Regions from separate parts of the Sus scrofa genome. Here region 1 is linked to region 2. The links are chromatin contacts, called in public promoter capture Hi-C maps. All regions are on one chromosome and are shown on one strand. Each heading gives the region's core, a stretch centred on a gene start, on an enhancer-like site or on the middle of the called end of the contact. The rest is flanking DNA. Distances are from core to core; before and after follow the strand shown. Region 1 overlaps AKAP13 (A-kinase anchor protein 13). Region 2 overlaps AKAP13 (A-kinase anchor protein 13).

What was found. Promoter capture Hi-C pulls out the DNA fragments that hold promoters and counts their contacts.
Region 1: a contact with region 2 is called in a promoter capture Hi-C map of fetal liver, with 2.3 times the contacts expected there. The contact joins two enhancer-like sites. A contact is called at or near these places in 1 of 5 promoter capture datasets (fetal liver), 2 of 47 Hi-C or Micro-C datasets (heart right ventricle and liver) and 1 of 2 datasets of contacts at active chromatin or transcription factors (alveolar macrophages).

Annotation. Positions count from the first base shown.
Region 1 is chr7:88,105,347-88,110,207 of Sscrofa11.1, reverse strand. All of the region lies in intron 8 of AKAP13 (A-kinase anchor protein 13), which reads right to left. Among named protein-coding and RNA genes, the nearest start is that of KLHL25, 180 kb to the left of the region's middle. Within about 2 kb of position 1,732, at least 21 of the 83 cell types and tissues checked have an H3K27ac peak or open chromatin away from gene starts, as enhancers often do. A contact at or near this core is called in fetal liver and liver, where this site is marked.
Region 2 is chr7:88,022,403-88,026,980 of Sscrofa11.1, reverse strand. All of the region lies in intron 3 of AKAP13 (A-kinase anchor protein 13), which reads right to left. Among named protein-coding and RNA genes, the nearest start is that of AKAP13, 140 kb to the right of the region's middle. Within about 2 kb of position 1,295, at least 31 of the 83 cell types and tissues checked have an H3K27ac peak or open chromatin away from gene starts, as enhancers often do. A contact at or near this core is called in fetal liver and liver, where this site is marked.

The DNA.
Region 1 (4,861 bases), core at 483-2,982, 83 kb before region 2:
TACGGACATAACAGAGAATGAGAATTTCAAAGCTAATCTACAGTGAACTATTAGGATGTCAAGGGAAGGGACTAGAGTGGTAAACATGTGACACCAAAGGGACAGGCTTACGATCCAAATTATGTGATGACTGTCATAATTCATCTCTTCTTTTTTTTTTTTTTTTTTTTTGTCTTTTTGCTATTTCTTGGGCCGCTCCTGCGGCATATGGAGGTTCCCAGGCTAGGGGTCGAATCGGAGCTGTAGCCACCGGCCTACGCCAGAGCCACAGCAACGCAGGATCCGAGCCGCGTCTGCAACCTACACCACAGCTCACGGCAACGCCGGATCGTTAACCCACTGAGCAAGGGCAGGGACAGAACCCGCAACCTCATGGTTCCTAGTCGGATTCGGATTCGTTAACCACTGCGCCACAACGGGAACTCCCATCTCTTTGTTCTTATCCTAACCTTATCAGTATATTAAATACAGTTTACATAATATAATGCTTTTGAATCCATACTTAAAAATCTTAAAAGATTAACTCGCTCAATTAACAAAACATTTTGAGCGTTTAATATGACTTAGGGACACTGCTTATTGAGTGTTTAGATATAGTGAATAGATGAAAAAATTACAAACTCCTCAGTGTAAAAAAAGTAATCTTTCCCAGGAAAAGAAGAGTGAGAACATATACATCATCACCTGAAAAAAAGTGGCCTATACGCCCAATAATTATTTTTTAAAACACTGATTAAAAACAAACAAACACTGAAATTCAAAATGGAAGATAACTGGAGACCAGTTCTGAATGATTTTTTTTTTTTTTTAAAGAACTGTGGGGGAAATCTGCTAAAAAGTCTGTGACAAAATGAATTTAAATGAGACCATGCACTTGTCCAAAGTGCTGTAGGTGGAATACCTCCAAAGGGAAAGAAGTGACTGAGATATGACTGTGATAACTTCTAAGTCTCCTTCCAATATGAAAAATTTAAGACAAAAAATACACATATATATGTAAAAACTGATAACACACATTCATGTAATAAGAGGATAGCAAGAAAAAAAAGAGCTCTGAAAACATTCATAGCTGGGGCTGCATCCTACTACCTACCAGGGCTGAACTGTGAGAACTCTGGAAAATTACTGATGCTCTACATCGCTTTTTTCCATATATAAAATGAGACAAATACTGGGAATGTAAAGATTAAATGCCTATATCCACTTCATCCCACTTCAGACCACAAAACCATTTTTATCATGCCTGGACTACCATAATGGCAACCTAAATGATGCCCGCATCCCAGAATCATCTTTTAAAAACATAAACTGAGAAGTAACATGGCCAAGCAAAGCAAACCCCTCACCACAGCTGTCACGGCTCTACTCTTTTAAGCCTTGCTCATGATTCTCATCACAATGTCCCTACCCATTCTTTCCCACCGCAGGGCCTCTTGGATTTGCTGTTCCTTCTTTCTGGAACACACCTTCTTCCCTTGGTAGAGCTGGCATCTTTTTATCCTCTAAAGAATAGTTTTTTAAAGGCACCTCAGAAAGATCTATCTGAAATAGGTCTTCCCATCATTTCCTATATTGCACTATACTGTAGTCTCACACTGCTTATTTCTATCAAATCACGTACAATAATTTGTATTTTTTTCTCTATTAACTGTCTGTCTTTAAGCAACATGAGGACTTTGAAGACCCGTGTGCCCCTTAGACCGAGCACAAAGTCCGGCACGGAGCAGGTTATTAACACTGTCTTCCTGTCGCCCTCTTGTAGCCTTCTTCTCTATCTTCACAGCAAAGAATCAACACCAAACTGACCCGCCTCATTTCAAGCTGGAAACAGTATTTTCAGGATTCCTCATGTTTACTTAGTTGAAATAAATGCCTGTTTTCTGAGAAGTGAAGATTTCCCTACTAAAAATCTTTCATTATATAAAGGCAGCATGGTGCAAAAAAACCAAACACAGGTACATCTAAAAAACTAATTATGTCCTTTAATAGCCGTGGCCTTGTAGGACAAAAAAAATTCACATGGCTCAAGTCCTTCACATCCCTTACCCTGGCTCAAGAGAAGCCTCAAACTCTTCGTAGGAAAATGGGAGAAACAGTTGCCGCTGACAAGCCAGTCTCAAAGGAATAATGTATATGGAAGTGTTTTGTTAAAACTGGAAAACAGTCTCTACAAGGCCAATAATAAGCCTGTGTTGATTTAGCTCCACTAGTAAAGGCTTTCGTGCCCCTCGAGAGTAGAGAGCACCGCACATTTTGTTTTAAATGTAGCACATTCCTCACAATATACAGACTGGTCTTTTCTATCCTCCTTCCCTTTTTCCTTCTTTGCTTCTTCCCTAGACAGGTAAGATCACAGAGTCAAGCAAATAAAGGTCCTAAAAACTAGGCTCTCCTAAATATATGAGGACAAAAATTTTGAAACATTACTGTGATTTCATAGTGAAATCACATTTCAGAGAATGTAAAATCAATAACTTGGATCAAGTTCACTATGCCAAGTTGCCCACGACTCTCAGCCTAGGCCTGGAAAGTCAAAGCACCACCTGATAGTGATTATATGGGACAGTGATGCCACTCCACCACAAATCACGGCTCCTCTACCTAGCCCCTCGCACAGCTTGGTGTTATTATTCATTGGCTTCTGTGTCTAGCCTTCTGAGCCATTTTTCTTGGCCTCAATGGACCAAAGGGGGAAAAAATTAAGGAGTCTCAAGTAATAAGCTGAATTGATAAATCAATACAAGAGCCCTGCTATTTCCCTAACCAGGGCAGTACATTACTACTTTGCCTAGACTCTGCTGGCTCCACACCCTCACAGGTTCAGAGACTGAAGTTCTTTTGGCATCTGTGCAACATTTGGTTGGCTTCCAATTTCCCCTGCCTTTGTGAGAAAGCTGCTAAACTTCCAAAAAGTGTTCCTTGAGTCCAACATTCCCAGACTCCCATCTTATGGCTGGAAGACTCCTTGCTAATTTTAGATTCCAGGATGCCTTCTGTGAGCAATTAGCCATCCAGAGTCTCCGCCCCCATCCTGCTTAGACACCAACATTACTAATGGGAGAAAACAAACAAATACAGCTATTAACAGTCAGAGGCTAGACTTGAAAAGTAGTCAAACCAAGCGGAAAGGGTCACTTTGCCACTTTAATAAATAGACTGACCGGAGATCCTTCCAAAGGAAGTAAGTACTATCTTTCCCCTAAAGAGTTGTGAGTAGAGACTGCAGAAACAACAGATAGAAAAGATTCAGGCAAAAGACAGACTAAGAAACAGAGGCAGAAGGAGAGAGCCAGAGAAGGATACGCCACAGATAGGGGGCCTGGGCTGGGGATGACAGGGAGAGAGCAATAGGCAGAGACATCTCAGGAAAGAGCAACTCTGAAGATGAATTTCTCCCTCTATGATTTTCAAGGCTATGAGGTTCTCCTAAGCATAAGAATCCATTTCACGGCAAATAAAATGACACTGAAACACTAAGGGGCTCAATGCTGATTCTCAAGCACCCACTGTTTCTGTTCAGATATTCTCTCAAGAACCTTAAGATCACCAACCCAACGCCCTTCCCTTCCCTGATTCCTCACTGTTCTGACCGACACACTTCTCAGCCTTTCTCCCAAGGACCTAGTCACTGGATTCGAAGACACAGAGCCTGAGTTTTGGAATGGATGAAGTGTGGCCCCTTACCTTCAGCAACACCACGTCCACAGTCCTGTGCACCTTGGAGATGTCACATAGGCTGTAGCGCCTCTTGTGCCGTTCATACATTTTGTCCAAATGCAGAAGAGAGGAAACAAGATGCGAGAGATGTACCCACTGTCAACTTGGGGGGCCAGTGTGCTCGCCCAAGTCCAGAGTTCCAAATTTCTCACAGTGAGCTGGAGGGGACTTGTGCCTTCCAGACTCCTCTATGCATAAAACCCTCAAGGGGCTAAAAAAAAAAAAGAATTAAAAAGAAACCAAGCAGAATCCCAATTCCTTGAACCAAGAACTTCCTGGCAACTTCAGAGCACTGGGATGATGAATTTACAACATAAACAGTAAATGCCTCCTGATGCTATACTTTATGCAGATCTTGACGGAAGGAAAAGCACACGCCGTTTTCATCACTGGCGATAACTCCAGTAGAAAAATTAAGAATTAACAGGCTGCGCATAATGGCCGACACACGTGCGGGAATAGCCCAAAGCAGGCAATAAAAATCCAGTATGTACTTTGTCAGGAAAAGAGAAAGAGAAAAAGGGAAGGCAACTCTATTTCGAAGGGATGCTAGGAAAAAAATCTGTTCATTAAATCCTCTTGTTTAAAAAAGAAAAACGAAGACAAGGAAAATCAATTTTTCCTTTACGGGAAAAAAAAAAAAAAAAAGCTGAAGCTTTGAGATTCTGTTCAAAGTAAAGAGTCTTTAGTCAGCCTCTTGCTCACCAGGCAGTAGGGCTTGATTCCGATTTCAGTTGAAAATATCTAATGACAGCAGAGGGAAAAGAGGAGAGGAAGGAAAAAAAAAAAAAAAAAAAGACCACTCCTCCTTTTTGCTCCCTCCCTTCTTGGGCGCTGGCCCTTCCCTACCCCAGCCCCCTCTCCCCTTTTCCCTCACTCTCAAGAACGTCACTACTTGCCCTTTCAGCTCTGCACCAGCAGCCCCGGAGGCTTGAAAACCTAATTGCAGTGGTGGGAACATGATTCATCCACAGACGAAGAAGAGAAAAACAAGGCTTCCTTTTCCAACCCGCTTCCTCCCCCCTCCTCCTCACGCTGTTCCCTAGGAAAAAGGCTCTGTCAGGCATTTCCAGATGCACCCTGAGTGCTCTGATGCCTGGGCAGTATGGTAATAAAGCGAGGGGGGTGTCATCCTAAACACCAC
Region 2 (4,578 bases), core at 46-2,545:
ATCCACCACATGAGGCTGGTGGAGACACTCTCTCACATTCAGGTTTTCTACTAGGCTCAAGTGGTCCACAGGATTATATTTTAATCCCTACAACTTTTCAGATAAAGCATCTAGGAAAAAAAAAAAAAAAAACACACAAAGGTTAATATGGACCATTAATAAAACTGAAATCACATCTACACACATAGTTATCTCTTACTACCATAAATTAGCTCTAGAGACATGATATTTTCAGAAACCATTAGTCTTATGCCTGCCTTTGTACAGACGAAATGCAAGGAATCAATGATGTCTACATCTTTAGGGCAAAAACATGGGGATGGGAAACCATATCTGATTTGACATAGCAACTACAACTTAACTTCTTTTTTCATGAAAACAAAAGAGGAGTTGTAAGGTTTTCAGCTAGTTCCATGGTGTTTTTCTTTCCCACTAAATTTCCTGGTAACAAAGAAAGAAAATAATAATCACAAGTCCTTTTAAAAGAGGAAGTTCTGAAAATTTTCCTGAGCTTCTTCTGAGGGAAATACCCCCAAGAGAACTGACACAGGGGAGGAGAGAGATGAACGGTTAAAGAAACAGAGGCTAAACTTTAGTTCCACTTTTCAAAACTAACTTCTGAATTTATCCCACAACCAGGTTCAGTTGATTTAAAACATAAATTTGAAGTAAATTATGGGGTAGGAAATCTGACCCTAACTGAGTGAATTGTAAGGAGCCCTGAGGTATGCTGACAATTAGCCACAGAATCAGAAAATACCAGGTTTGCATCTCACCTCCATTGCAGACAGGCTAGTTACCCTGAAAAACACACGATCCTGAAGCCTGTGTGTCTTGTGCGCAAAATGAGACTACCACTAGCCTTCCGGATTGCTAAAAAAAAAAAAAAAAATCAGAGATGGCTGTACACAAAGCACCTGGCATAAATCAAGCATCTAAAACTGGTACTTTATTATGATTGTTAGCTACTAAAATGCTCCTGTTCAGGTGACTCAAGGAAAACATCCCTAATACTCTACCAAGAACTTCTGCAGCAGGGCCCAACATAGCTTCTGAGCTATACACTGCCCTTAGACACTGCAGAACCAAAAAAAAATAAAGGCAAGGGGAAGAATGCCATATAAACAAAGCACAAGCAGGAGCACCTACATGAGAACCAAAAATTTAACTGCTGATGGTCCTCTTAAAAGTATCTAATCCAAACCTTTTTTAAGCGCACAGGTCAGGAGGTGTGTGCTCCTGAGGTCAGAGAGCTTTTTTGAGGCTCCTTATCACTGTATGAGGCACCCGTACCCATGGAAACGAAATATTGCTGCAAATAAACAAAGCTGCTAAAGCATGACCCAAGAATTACTTCATTTCCTATTAGGCTAAAAGTGGCATACATCCCATCCTGGCCTTCTCTTTTGAGGATGGAACAAATGGGACTTTGTTTCACTAACTATCCAAAAACGAACCTTGAAAGCGCTTGCTGGGCCAGCCAAGCCCAGTCCCATCTGATCATCTTCTACAAGAAAGGCTCCATCAGTAATCATGGTGGAAAATATAAAAATAATGCCTTTTACTACCTCAGTTTGGCATCAAAGTATTTAAGAATTTGGTCTTTTTCCTCCCATTGGAGTGACTATGTAGGGTTAAAGGAAATTTTCAGTCTTCAGACTCACACTTTAATAGGAGATAGGGTTATGTGCAAAAGTATTCATCTATTGCTATAGTTTTCAGTGGTCTAAAGGTAGATGTGAAAATCTGGTATATGTACAAAGTGTATATAGGAGCATTTAAGTAGAGAGAGAAAAAGAGCTGACAGAGGAATCATGTACATTTGGGGGGGGGGACTAATTAATGTTAAGGAAAAATCTGACCTGTAATAATCCAGCTTATTACTCTAAGGCAGTGTATCTCAACCTTTTATTCACTGTCAACCCCCAAGGAGCCTTTTCAAAGGTTTTTCTCTATCTGCCACCCCGACCCATAAAATTTTAACACCACAGATATACCACACATACCTGTGCTTTATATATAAAGTATAAGACTTTTTAACCCCTCCCCCAAGAACCAATTCTGACCCCTTGGGAGGATACTGGCCCTACTGTAATGCATGTGCTCATTTCTAGGGCTGTGCCTATAGATCCCAAGTGATGAGGTATACCACAATTTCCATATAGGCATTACAAAAGGACAGTAGACAGCAGATACACTTCCCTTCTTAGTATGTTTTACCAGGATAGCCGCTATATATACTGACTAGCACTGGAACAGTAATTTAAGTCTTTTAAAACATCAAACCATGTCTGCCTAGAGATAGCCTTTATAGAAAGAGTATTTTAGAATAGGGAGATGGTTAGAAAATACCCATTAAAAAATAACTGATCACAAAAAACAAACCAAAAAAAAGAAATAAAAAAAATAACTGATCCCTTTGGCAGAGAGAGAGGGCACCAGAATTCTCTGATCAGTCCAGTTAAAAACCAAGAACTTCTTTTCAAACATGTTAGTCGATTTGACAATCTCTAGACATCTGCTGCTTGCTAGAAACCACAGGACTTCTTGCTGAGACTTGAGCTGTAAGCACTGATTTTTAATTAGGCCCCAAAGGACTTCTGATGATGCAAAATATATTTTTTTCTTTTTTTATTTTGATAACAGATCTACTTTATATAGTACCTTGTCTCCGATGAGTGAAATGGAAAAGAAAAATACAAAAGAGATGAGTCAAATTTGGGGTCAACGAATGTTTACAGTTTTTCCGTCAAATAAGAACTCTTGCTGTGAATTCTACAATACTGAAGAAGAAAAAGATTTTGTTTTATGAAAAATTCTGCACTAAAGCCTTTCACAAAAATTGTAGGCAGCATCTACCAAAAAATCTTGTCTCATTTTCCATTCTACAATTAATACGTGCTTGGTCTAAACACACATTTATTTAAGGAAAATGAGCACAGTAAGAGAGAACCTCATATCCCCCCCAAGAATTATCTTCCAAGGATACTCAGATATACTTATGCTACTTGCCAGTTCTATAGTCTTTTAAAGAAAACCTCTCAGCCTCAACTCTAGAGAAAAAGCGCTATTTAATTAAAATGAGATCTGGGGTTAGATTTATTCTATATGAAGAGAAGAAAACAGAGACATTTTATTTTCATTTATTACAAAGGCAACACCTTTTCTCTTTAGAGAGATATTTTCACATCAGGCTGTACTTCACAGCAAATTATATTCTTAAATCAACCAATTCATAGATATTTTAAGTATTTTATTATAAAACTTGTTTGTCTTTGTCTAGTGTTAATTACACAAAGATACAGCTTTATTTTCAAAAGAGAAGACACTGTTTTCAAAGTCTTCACTATGCTTTTATTAAAAATTACTATGTGTGTTAATAACATGCTCACTGTAAAGCAGTCAAACAATTCAAAGGCTCATAAAGGAGTTCCTGTCGTGGCTCAGTGGTTAATGAACCCACCTTGTATCCATGAGGACGTGGGTTCGATCCCTGGCCTCGTTCGGTGGGTTAAGGATCTGAAGTTGCCGTGAGCTGTGGTATAAGTCACAGATGTGGCTCAGATCCCACGTTGCTGTGGCTGTGGCGTAGGCCGGAGGCTACAGCTCCGATTTGACTCCTAACCTGGGAATCTTCATATGCCATGGGTGTTGCCCTAAAAGACAGAAAAACAAACAAACAAACAAAACACACACACATAAAAAACAAAGGCTCATAAAGCCTCCAAGTAACTGTGCCCTAAGATGTTACTACACTTAATATAATTTCATTTTTAAAAGGGGGAGACTTATTATGTCTACAGGCTTTCTATGGTGGGAAGGCAAGAAGTAATTACTTTAAAAAGCCTTTACAGAGTTCCCATCATGGCACAGCAGAAACAAATCCGACTAGGAACCATGAGTTTTCAGGTTCAATCCATGGCCTCGCTTAGCAGGTTAAGGATCCAGTGTTGCCGTGAGCTGTGGTGTAGGCTGCAGACTCGGCTTGGATCTGGCGTGGCTATGGCTGTGGCAGTGGCCGGCAGCAACAGCTTGGATTGGACCCCTAGCCTGGGAACCTCCATATGCTGAAGGTGCAGCTCTAAAAAGACAAAAGACAACGACACCAACAACAACAACAATAACAAAGCCTTTGCAATTTCTTTATAACTAAATATACATACTTAACTCATTGTAAGCTTCTCATCAGAAAACAAGCAAAAGGGTGAGAAAATATGAAAAAAGGGGGAAAATGGACTATAATCTCTGTATCTAAAGCCAAGGAGGGATTTTTGAGGTGATTACTAAGAAATGCGTCATCTAAAAAAAAAAGTCTCATCTCCCCACCAACGCAAATAATAAAAGGATACAGACTGTCTTTAGGACGTCAATCAATCATCTAGTTTTAGTAAAAACTAAAACGTTACAGAACACTGACAGTAAAACACAAGGAGAACTCAAAAATCAAAGCCAACAAGCTAGATAAAACATGACATTAAAAACAAGATCAAGACACAAAGCCCTTTTTCTTCCCATAGTGAGCAAAACAACCAGGAACTGCGGGGCCAGCCTCACACAGCAACAGAAAGGATACAGGGG